Linked DNA regions of Mus musculus: region 2 is linked to region 1. The links are chromatin contacts, called in public promoter capture Hi-C maps. All regions are on one chromosome and are shown on one strand. The core of a region is the stretch at or near the end of the contact, and the rest is flanking DNA. Distances in the headings are between cores, read along the strand shown.

Region 1 (5,673 bases), core at 1,757-4,256:
AAGTGCTCTGAAAAGCAAGAAAGGCAGATGGCATGCCCCTTCTCAGAGGCAGGGGAGACAGGATCAGAGAGGTTAATCAATTTCCTCAAGGCCCCAAAGCTGGTAAGAAAGCTATGGTGAAAACCTAGGTTTTGTGTCTTAGATATTTTTTCTCTTTTTTATTTCTCTTATGTTTTTAGTTTATTTGTTTGTTTATTGTTTGTTTTGGCTTTCAAGACAGGATTTCTCTGTGAGCTCCTGGAATTCACCCTGTAAACCAAGCTGGCATAGAACTCGCAGAGATCTGCTTGCCTCTGCCTCCCGAGTGCTGGGCACCACTGTCCCCACAAAAAGTATTTCTCATTGGGCATGGCAATGCCCACCTGTGCTGTGGTACCAGCCCCTCAGGCCAAGGCAGAAAGGGTCCTCTGAACCCATATCAGCCTGGGAAACATAGAGAGTAGAGAACTCATGTCAAAAACAAACAAACCAAACATAATATTTTTTCTGGTTCTTTCTTTAGCTGGAAGGAGAATGACGTCGAGGATATGAGCAAACACTGGAAAGTTTCCCAGGCCTGGAAAGTCCAAGGGGGCAGCCTTGAGGTCCGCTACCTGCCGCTGTGCCCCAGGCCTAGAACCTTCGGGTGAGGGTGCCCTCACAAACACTGGTGTCCAGCTGACAGAAATGATATTTCCTTTCCTGCTCTTTCTCTCTCTCTCTCTCTCTCTCTCTCTCTCTCTCTCTCTCTCTCTCTCTCTCTCTCTCTCTCTCTCCACCAGGAGTTGGGACAGGGAGAAGTGAAGGGCAGCAGCCAGAAGCAGGCATGGAGTTTGCAGTCCCATCCCCATCCCCGGGTCTCCCAAGCTAAGCTTGGCTCCTTCATCCTCCGTGGAAAGGAGAACAGGGTGACCCACTACTCTTTCTCCCCTTGCCTTCCTGGGCATGTGTTACTGGATAAAACCCTAATTCCCCAGTTGCCATGACAACAGGAGGCAGTGGCTCTCAGCAAGGGTGGGGGAGTAGGGGGAAGCAGCTGGCAGTGCCCACTTTAAGACTAAATGCATCCCCACCACCACCACACGGGGAGCCATAGGGCCACTCCACCCTCCCAGCCTCTCCCCTCTCCAACCCAAAATAATTCTCAGAGGAGCAACTACAGGTTTTAATAAAATTCTCTCTCTCTCTCTCTCTCTCTCTCTCTCTCTCTCTCTCTCTCTCTCTCCTCTTCCTCCTCCTCTTCGCTCTCCCTCTCCCTCTCCCTCTCCCTCTCCCAAGCCTAAGATAATGACAGCTCCAGAAACCAAATGACAAAGGTGAGGGATACGATTCCCTTTCCTCCCGGATCTTTTCCAGAAAAATCGAACTTGCAGAGAGAGAGAGAGAGAGAGAGAGAGAGAGAGAGATGAGGGGAACCCCTTTCACGCTAGCACCACTGGTTAAAAGAAATGTCCAGGTTACACTGTGCCAGCGCCAGTGTCCCCTCTGTCAACTCCATGTCCTTATTCCTAGAGAGCAGGGGACAGCTTCTCAGGCCTTGGGCCATACTCCCCACTAGAGGTGCTTGCTGTGGTTCCTCTTTTCCTGGAGCAGGGAAACGGGGAAGAGCCAGGGAGGAGCCTGTGTGAAACCCTAGGCCCAGGAGTCCTGCCCAGTAAGCCTGGGTCTGCTCCCTGAGGAGTTGGTTCCCACGGCGTCGGCTCGCTCTGCCCCACCCCCACCCAAGCCTCTGAGAGGGCGGGGCCGCCCGTGCCCACAGGAGAACGGCAGTGCCAGGCAAGCTAGCCTGGTTCCGTGCCAAGGTCCCCGGGCCCAGTCATCACGAAACCAGCATCACGGCGCCCAAAAGCCTAAACCTAAGGCCCTCCCACTCCCACCTCCACACGCACATCCGCCACCAAGCTATCCAACCCCCGTCCCCCGGGTGTGTAGGTGAAGCCCGCCAGCTTCAAAGAGAGAGATTTCCTCCATCCTCCCACCCACCCCCGCTCCATCGGTGCAGACTCAGAGAGGTGCGAAAGACGAACGCCTGACAAAGGCACTTTGGAGCCGGACACGGTTATGGGGAGAACTGTAGATAACTGAGGACTGGAGGATGGGGTCTAGGGAGCCGGCGGACGTGCCCGCACTCACAATCAGATTGCCCCCGCCCCTTCAATTCAGCCCTAACCCGCCGGGCGCTAGGACCTAGGAAGGAGGGGGCGTGTTGCGAGCCATCAAAGAAGGTTCTTTGCTTGCGTGCCCGCCGGGACTAGGGGATGAGGTCACTGAATGACTGCCCCCCCCCACGTCCCCCAGGTCTTCATTCCCCACTACCCCTTAGTTGACCTAACTTTCTGACCCTGGCTCCTTGCTTCTGGTGCTGATTCCCTCTGGAATCCCCATACCTTAAACCCTGGCTCCAAAACCCTGCAACCTCCTGGACCTGGCCTGGCACTCTAGGTTAGCAGACCGCCCCTCTCCAGAACCCTCTCTCAGGAATGACTGAGGTGTTGGTCTCTTGGGGTGCAGGGTGCCAAGGGACCCAGTACAATCTTAGTCTAGCTCCCCCAGGGCCGGAAACGCCAGTAGCACGGCTCTTACGTAATGCCGGGATCCGAAGTCCCCCCCCCCCCCCAACCCAACACAGACCCTGGAGAGGCCGCGCAAATACCTGTGCTCCTCTCAGCTCAGCGTCTCTGTGTCCGGTGTCCCTCTGGAGCCCTCATCGCTGGCATGGGAACCAGCATCCCTGGGATGAGGGGTTCGGTTCTCCCTACCGGCATCACACACAGAGAGCCCAGTGCTGCAGCTGGAGAGGGAGTGGGGCGACTTGGGGAAGGGGCCCAGGAGTTTGGACCTGGAGAATAGGATCCCCAAGTGTAGGTGATAGGTCGAAAAGGAGGCAAGGGTTCTGAGGTGGGTGCTGGCCCAGGGGCCTAGGAATACCTACCTGCGTTTTGGGGAGCCCCTAGCTTGGGGCGATTCCGCGCAGCCCGGCGCTCCGCGGTTATTGCTTGTCAATCGCTAGCCGCGCTCTTAAAGCGGCAAGGTCTCCTAGGAGCGAAGGGGCGGAGACAGAAAGGAGAGGGCTGGGACACGGAAGGGACGCGGCAACCTACGGTCCACTGTAAAGTAATCTCCCAGGAGCAGGCGGGTGGGCGGGGAAGTGGTGGTTAACAGGCACCGCAAAGCCCACGACCCCCAACTCTGAGCAGGACCAACGTGTGTTACTTGGCGCGTAGGAATTCTTTAAAAGGGCGATGATGTTTAATAAAAGAAAGGGGGGGAAACTGAGCGCGATGGGATCACCCCCCTTAACGGGACCGCTTAGTCCAGCGTACCAGTCCCCTGAACGCTTCGTCTGTCCTTTCCTAACACAGTTTTGGAAAAGCAAGGGGACATCAGGACACTAACTCTGGTAGGGGATAAGCCTGGGGGTGGCGTTATAGTCATACGGCACATGCCTGCTTCTAAGAAAATTTGAAGAAAAACAGAAAATTTAAGAGAGTGGGACTGTGTTTTTTCATGAAAGGGACCAAGATCCTAATTTTAGCCTTGACGCGGGAAGTTGATCCTTGCCTCTGTTTAAGGCACAAGAGCAGAAGAAACAGTCTCTCCCTCCTAAATCCCGTTTCAACAAATAAGTAGTGACGGCGTCCGGCTCCATTGGTGGGTTGAACGTGCAGGAGAGGCCCTAGATTCTATTTCAGGCAGCAAAACGAAGAAAGCAAAGGGTTAAGCCCGCTAGCCCGCCTTGCTCAGCCTCTGGCTCCTCCCAGACCTGCTAGTAAAAGATACTGCACAGCCTCAGACTATTGGTGGCCCCAAGTGGAAAACAGCCTTCATTCAGTCTGTGCAAGCCGGGGCCTTCCCTGACTTGGGTGCCCCCTAACCCCTCCGCTACCCTATGGAATAGGCGCTCGGTGGGGAGCGGGGCGTTTATATCTTCCTCTTATAACTGAGCTTCTAAGATCCTGGAAACTTGCTTGGAAATCTCGAAAATGAATTGACTTGAGGATTCATGTCTAGATGTGGTCCCAGCCGACCCTGTTAGCAAAGGGAAGCAGTTGGGAATTGGTGTAGGGAAAAGCCAGCGATGGGTCAAAATGCTAAAGGCTGTTAAGTAGCCCACGTCTCTTATTCCTTAGAGAAGAGAAAGTTTTGTAGCGACCCCAGATGGTGGTGGTTGGAACTACAGGCTTCTGTCTGAGGAAAAAGGCTTCCAAACTAGATCTTCCTAATTAAACTCAGGACAAGAGGTCTCCTTCCTCGGAGACTCCCTTGGATCTTACCCACTCACCTCTGCTTAGAGAATCTGTTTGCACTTAGTTGGGTGGGGGAGAGAAATCTTGATTCCTCCCAAAACTTCTCAAATATTACCCCCCATAGCAATTCACAGCAAACTTACTGCATCCAGGATCCCAAGGACACAGTGGGATTCAAGTTCTAATCCACCTAGTGTATTCCAACTCACTATTCTTACAGTCTGACCCCCCACCTATGCACACACACACCTTACATTTGATTGATAGTTTCCTGCAATAGTCCTGTGAGATTAGTGGATGGAAACATTTATCAACAAAGATTACTATGTTCCTGTTTGTTGAAAATGAGGCACCGGTTTCTGTGAACCTAACATACTGGGGCAAGGGTTGGGAAGAGGTGTGTCCTAGAGACACATAGCATGAAGACATGCTATTCTAGTGGTGTGGTTAAATGTTTTAACACATTGCTCGAAGCTGAGCACAAAGCCGTCCCTACCCAGCTCTGGACTCTACCGAGCTTCCTCTCCCTGTAGTTCTAGGGGCTGCACTGCCCCTGGGAAGAATGCTTGCTCCTGATGCTGGTCTGTAGTACACCTGTCTTTCTCAGAAGTCACAAGGGTGCAGGCAAGGCTTTACTTCAAATACTTTTTTAAAATTAATTATATATATATATATATATATATACACATACATATATATACATACATACACACACACACACACACACATATATATATATATACTGTAGCTATCTTCAGACACACCAGAAGAGGGCAATGGATCCCATTACAGATGGTTGTGAGCCACCATGTGGTTGCTGGGAATTGAACTCAGGACCTCTGGAAGAGCAGTCAGTGCTCTTAACAATTGAGCCATCTCTCCAGCCCCCAAACACTTTTTTTTTCTTGTGGTGGGTGTTCAGATCACAGCTTTGAGAATCAAGACAAAAAGAGAAAAACAGCAACAACAAAACCAAAACCCAAAACCATCACCCCACTGTTGGCCAGCAGGAGCCCAGTCTATTCACCCACATTCATGAACACACACACACACACACACACACCTGCAACTCCCCAAAGCTTCTTCTGGAAACCTTTTCTATTTGCTATACCACTCTGGAAAAAGAAGTTTGGAGACATCAGTGTACAAATAAGAAAAAAGTGGTGACGCACGCCTTTAATCCCAGCACTTGGGAGGCAGAGGCAGGCGGATTTCTGAGTTCGAGGCTAGCCTGGTCTACAGAGTGAGTTCCAGGACAGCCAGGGCTATACAGAGAAACCCTGTCTCGAAAAACCAAAAGAAAAAAGAAAAAGAAAAAAAGAAAAAAGAGAGTGGAGAGATGACTCAACAGTTAAGAGCACTGGCTGCTCTTCCAGTGGTCCTGAGTTTAATTCCTAGTACCTGTCTATAACCTTAGTTCTATGGGATCTGCTGTCCTCTTTCAGTG
Region 2 (5,368 bases), core at 16-2,515, 540 kb after region 1:
TCTGAACCTGTATGCTAGCCCCAATGTAATGTTTTCCTTTGGAAGAGTTGCTGTAGTCAGCCGGGCGTGGTGGCACACGCCATTAATCCCAGCACTTGGGAGGCAGAGGCAGGCAGATTTCTGAGTTCAAGGCCAGCCTGGTCTACAAAGTGAGTTCCAGGACAGCCAGGGCTACACAGAGAAACCCTGTCTCGAAAAAACAAAACAAAACAAAACAAAAAAAGTTGCTGTAGTCATGGTGTCTCTTCATAGCAATAAAACCCTAACTAGGACAGTAGGCAACAGGGAGCCTTCCCTGGTGAGTGTGTACTTGACTCATTTATGGAATGTGTGAGGAACAGGAACATAGACACACTTCTGAGCAGTCTCTCTCTCTCTCTCTCTCTCTCTCTCTCTCTCTCTCTCTCACACACACACACACTCATACCTATACTTTCATTAGTCCCTATGTGGTCCCCCAGTTCCCTAGATGGACCCTCACCATTGTCTACAGCTAGCATAACTTTGGGCGACAGGTACAGGGCGCACGCACAACTTCTTCTGGCCCTGGATCGAGAGGTGGAAAGAAGACAGGTCTATATTATCAATACAGTATACCTGTGTCCCCTTGGGACTCCTGTCCCTGGGTCCCCAAATGCACCTCACTGCTCCCCCTGCATCTTCACACCCCCTTTTTTGGGGTGAGGGAGGGAGTGTCAAACTCAGGCCCTCTGCTCAGTTAGGCAAGCACTTTACTCAACTGCATCCTGGGCCTCTTTCACCTTCTTGATAAGAACCTGTTTGTACAAGTTCCTGCCTGGCCACAGGGTCTGAGAAGACACAGCCGGATCTCTTTATTAAACATAAGGGCAGATGCTTATCTTTCCTCTCAGAACAGGCTGCTACCTCCTTCTGGGCCATGCCAGCCAAGGGCACTGCCTGGTGAGACAAATTAGGTAACACTGTGCAGACCCCTGATACCTACTGCTGAGAGAGCGTTCAGCACTGGAGGAGGGGAGAGGTGCGGGGGGGAGGGGCCGTGATCCGTGAGGATCAGAGGAGTCTCTTAAAGTTCCTTCTCTCTTCCCTTCTCCTTGCTCCCACCCCCAGCCAGCAGCCCCAGCCCCAGCCATCTCAGTGCCCCCTACCTCTGGAAAAGCTGAATTGGGATTCGATCCCCAGCCAGTTGCTGAGTTCCGGAGCAGCTGTCCCAGGCTTGGGGGGAGGGGGTCAGGAATGCTGGGGCTGAGGCCTGGGCCGCCCCAGACAGAGCCGGCTCTGAATTCTGGGAATGTTTGTGCAGCTGGAGCCCATTAGGGGAGGGAGCTGGGCGCTTATTAATCCCAGCCTTGTTCCCCGGGTGGGGCCAGGGCCCCCGCACACGAGTGAAGGGGGAGGGGGCTTTGTTGGGAGAGGTGGGCCCCAGCCCTCAGGCCCCGCGTGGTTGTGTCTCAGATAGGAGACTGGACATCTACACCTCCCATCTCAGAGTACTGATGTCTATAATCATAGAGCCAGGTGTGGGCAAATGTCAGAGGCCTCTGGGGGTAGGGGGGACGGGACGTGACCAGGTCTGACAGAAGAGCTTTTACTGGGAGAGGCAGGGGACATTACTGGTCCTGAGAGGGACTTTGTATATTCCTGGAGCACCCTCTCTTGCCTTTCAAGAGCTCTTTCTGGCTGGCATCCTGGGTAGTGGAGAAAGGGGGTATGGGGTTCATATCTCCACTGTTTGAAATGTGTTCACAAAGCAGCTCAGGAAAGAGACTGGAGGCAGGGTGTCTGCATACAGTCAAGAGGGTGACATCTCGCAAGAGCTCCAGGAACTGCTATCTACCGGGGCTCCAGCTGGAGGAGTACATTCGAGGATTGTGCAGTGTATGATCTGCTTGGCCATACATAGCACTCTTGGGTGTAGGCTGGGATAACAGGGGCCTGGGTTTGATTCTAAATTGGTAAGCTGTAAGTCAAAAAAATCCAGGCAAGGGTTCCATCTCTACTGGTTAGCTGTGAGACCACGTGTCTCTGATTCTCCCTTCCCCATATGCTAATTGGAATAGTCTGTCCTATGCATCTCGCTGTTTGGCTGGATTGCCAGGGCATGCTAGATAAGTCCTCCACCCCTGGCTTTATCCCCAGCCACGCTAAGCTTCTCGTTCATGCTTGTCGCCCGTTTATGCATCCATGCATGGAGCCATCTGTCAAGCTTAAATGACTGCACGCCAGTCTCTGGTCGCTGAGGACGCTGGGCATTAGGCAGCTCGTACGTGTTGGGTGTGGGCTGGGTCAGTTGCACACACAAATGAAGTATCAATGGGAAATGTGCTTGAGCCTGGTGCTAGGGAGTGTGCAGGGGGAGGCGTGCGTACATCAGCAGTCTCGGGACGATGCTTGGGAAGGCAGCAATGCAGGTCTTATGGGGCAGAGCTGAGGTCCCATTGTAGTTATGGCACCCAGTCAGCTCTGTCACATCTCCAGTGAGGGAGAACTGCAGGTGGTTTGTTAGTTCAGTTCAATTGCACTCCATGTATATGAGTCTTTGCAGGTTAGAAACTCATGCAAGTGTGTGTGTGTGTGTTTGTGTGTGTGTGTGTGTGTATGCACACCCATGTGTCTGCATGTTCTCTGTCTCCACTGGGAAGCCAGGAATGGGTAGAGGGCTGGCTGGGTCAGAGGCTATGATGTCTTTCTCTTCACATTAAGTATGTCTAGAAGAGATGGCATTTCTCTTCCAATGAAAAGCTTCTGTCTCCTATACAGATTAGATGATGTCCAAGGCAGGTCTTGGGCTTCCAGAATTATGTAGGCCTACTTTAAATCCCAGTTTTCTTTCTTTCTTTCTTTCTTTCTTTCTTTCTTTCTTTCTTTCTTTCTTTCTTTCTTTCCTTCTTTCTTTCTCTCTTTCTCTCTCTCTCTCTTCCTTCCTTCCTTCCTTCTTCCCTTCCATCCTCCTCCTCTCCCTCCTCCTCCTTCTTCTTTGAATTTTCATGATAGGGGTTCTCTGTGTCGCATCCATGGCTGTCCTGTAACTCTCTCTGTAGACCATGCTGACCTCGAACTCACTGAGATCTGCTTGCCTCCCAAGTGCTGGGATTAAAGGCATGCATTGCCACACCCGGAAACCCAGCTTTCTTTATTTTATTTTATTTATTTATTTATTTATTTTGGTTTTTTCGAGACAGGGTTTCTCTGTATAGCCCTGGCTGTCCTGGAACTCACTTTGTAGACCAGGCTGGCCTCGAACTCAGAAATGGCCTTCCTCTGCCTCCCAAGTGCTGGGATTAAAGGCGTGCGCCACCATGCCTGGCTCCCAGCTTTCTTTAACAAGCAGTTCTTATATTAATCCATTGCCCTTGTGATCTGGGATGCAAGTGTGGAAGACTCTTAGACAAGAAGTACTCAGCTGAGAGGCTGTGGGGAAGAGGACAGGTGGCATTTGGAGGCATAACTGGGGAAACCTCGGACAGAAGTCCCCATTCCTCATTCATCCCCAGGATTCCAATTCTTTCTGTCCCAGTGACAGCCAACCTTGGTGTTCCTGTCCCACTTCATGGAAAATTCTCTGATATTTTGAAGGGACCCTTTGGACACTGGAGACGTTTTGCACTACAAAGTCCCAAAGCAGGAAGGGGAGACAAGCCTCTGCAGCTGTGGCCGTGGTCAAAGTTTTAGGGCTCAGTGAGGAAGAGAGCTCTCTCCATGGCTGCCCAGGGCCCCTCACTAGCCTTCTCTCTCACGTGCTTCAGCCCCCCTCCTCCTCAACTCCCATGAGGGGTCGAGATTTCAGCTATGTAAGGCTAATCCTTCAAAGCTAACCGGTTCTCTAAAGACTGGTTTTGATGCCTTCCTCTCTGTTCCCCAAACACGGATGCTGGGGATTAGAGGCACTGACTAAATGATGTACTATAGAGAGAGGATCCTCTGTATTGTAGGGGAACAGAAAAATGACCCTTTTCTAGACACAGGTACCCCGGTGCCTGTCACTAGGGAGGACAGTGGACAGAGCATTGGACTGAGGGATTAGGTTTTCGCTCTCCAGTTTGCTGTGTGACATTGCGCAAAACACGACCTCTCTGGGCCTAGAAAATGGTAAGATGCTACCAGTTGAATCCTAAAACCCCTTTAAGCTCAAATATCCTAGACTTCCTGGCCTCTCATCCTGCTTTCTCTCTCTCAGAACCTCCCCCATGGCTGGCCTTCCTTTTGCCTCCATTTGGTCTCTCTTGAGGCAGGTGGTCCAGCCAGCTGTTTGGCCTGTGTGGTGATGAGGTTCCACTCACAGTGTGGGTGGTACTCGGTGTAATAGTGGGTTGGGACCCAAGGAGGAGCTGTTGGCTGGGGATGCCAGTTGGGATTTGGGGTACAGGTTGGGGGCTTGAGAGGATTCGGGCTGTCCTCCTGACCAAGGTAAGGGCCTGTTAGGTAAGTGTGTGAGGGAGAGGAAGAGATGTCATGGTGCAGGCTGCGGTAGGTCTGTCTCCCTTGGGGAGGTGGAGGAGGGGGCAGGCACAGAAGCAAAGGTTGAAATCCCCTTTCCTTGAGCTTGGGGACCCTGGGACAAGCCAGGCCAGGCTGGGTGGTTCCTGCAGCTGCTGGGTGGGTGTGCTTGTTGCTGAGGAGCTGGGGATAGCGTATGGATCCGAAGGGACAGCTGGGTTGTTCAGGAAACAGAGTTGAACACCACCAATTCTGAGATGCTCCCTGCCCCCAAAGCTGGGGCCAAGGCACGCTCTTCACCCACCCTGACCTAGAGGCTAGACAGAGACCGGTGAGAGCAGATGCAAGCAGGGCCTGAGGGAGTCGGGTTCCTTTCCCCTCTACGTGGTTCCATCCAGAAGACTTGCAAGAGAGCTCTGTGTGGCAGTGTACACCTTTAATTCCAGCATTTGGAAGTTGGAAGCAGGAGGGTCAGGGGTTCAAGACCAGCCTTATCTACTCTGTGAGTCTGATGCCAGCCTCCATGAAGCAGACCCTCTTTCAAACAATAAAGAGAGAGAGAGAGATGGAGGGGACCTACCTGAAAAGCACTCTGGTGCTGCAGAGATGGAGAAAGTGGCCTTGAGACGGCTTGAGTGAAGAGCTCAACTCCCATTTATGGGTCTAGCCTGGGATACTTCCCACCAGTCTTTATCCCCATGGTCCTGAATTTCAAACTCTGCTATGCTGAGGAATTGCCTGGGTGGCTTGTTTTTATTTTATCTTATTTTATATATTACTTGTTTTTGAGATAGAGTCTCCTGTCATCTAGACTGGCCTCAAACTCACAACATAGCTAAGGATATATAGTTATACTCCCTAAATAGCTAAGGATGACTTTGGATTCTTGATCCTCTTGCCTTGGCCTCTCAAGTCCTGGGGTTACAGGTGTGTGCCATGCCTGTCCTGGGTG

The links. Promoter capture Hi-C pulls out the DNA fragments that hold promoters and counts their contacts.
Region 2: a contact with region 1 is called in a promoter capture Hi-C map of pre-B cells, with 2.8 times the contacts expected there. The contact joins the promoter of 2810433D01Rik here to the promoter of Mpp2 in region 1. A contact is called at or near these places in 2 of 39 promoter capture datasets (the C10 cell line and pre-B cells).

What each region holds. Positions count from the first base shown.
Region 1 is chr11:102,085,509-102,091,181 of GRCm38.p6, forward strand. Mpp2 (membrane protein, palmitoylated 2 (MAGUK p55 subfamily member 2)) reads right to left here and starts at 3,007. Exons shown (of 13, transcript NM_016695.4): 1 at 2,912-3,007.
Region 2 is chr11:102,623,151-102,628,518 of GRCm38.p6, forward strand. 2810433D01Rik (RIKEN cDNA 2810433D01 gene) reads right to left here and starts at 1,266. Exons shown (of 4, transcript NR_033474.1): 1 at 1,128-1,266.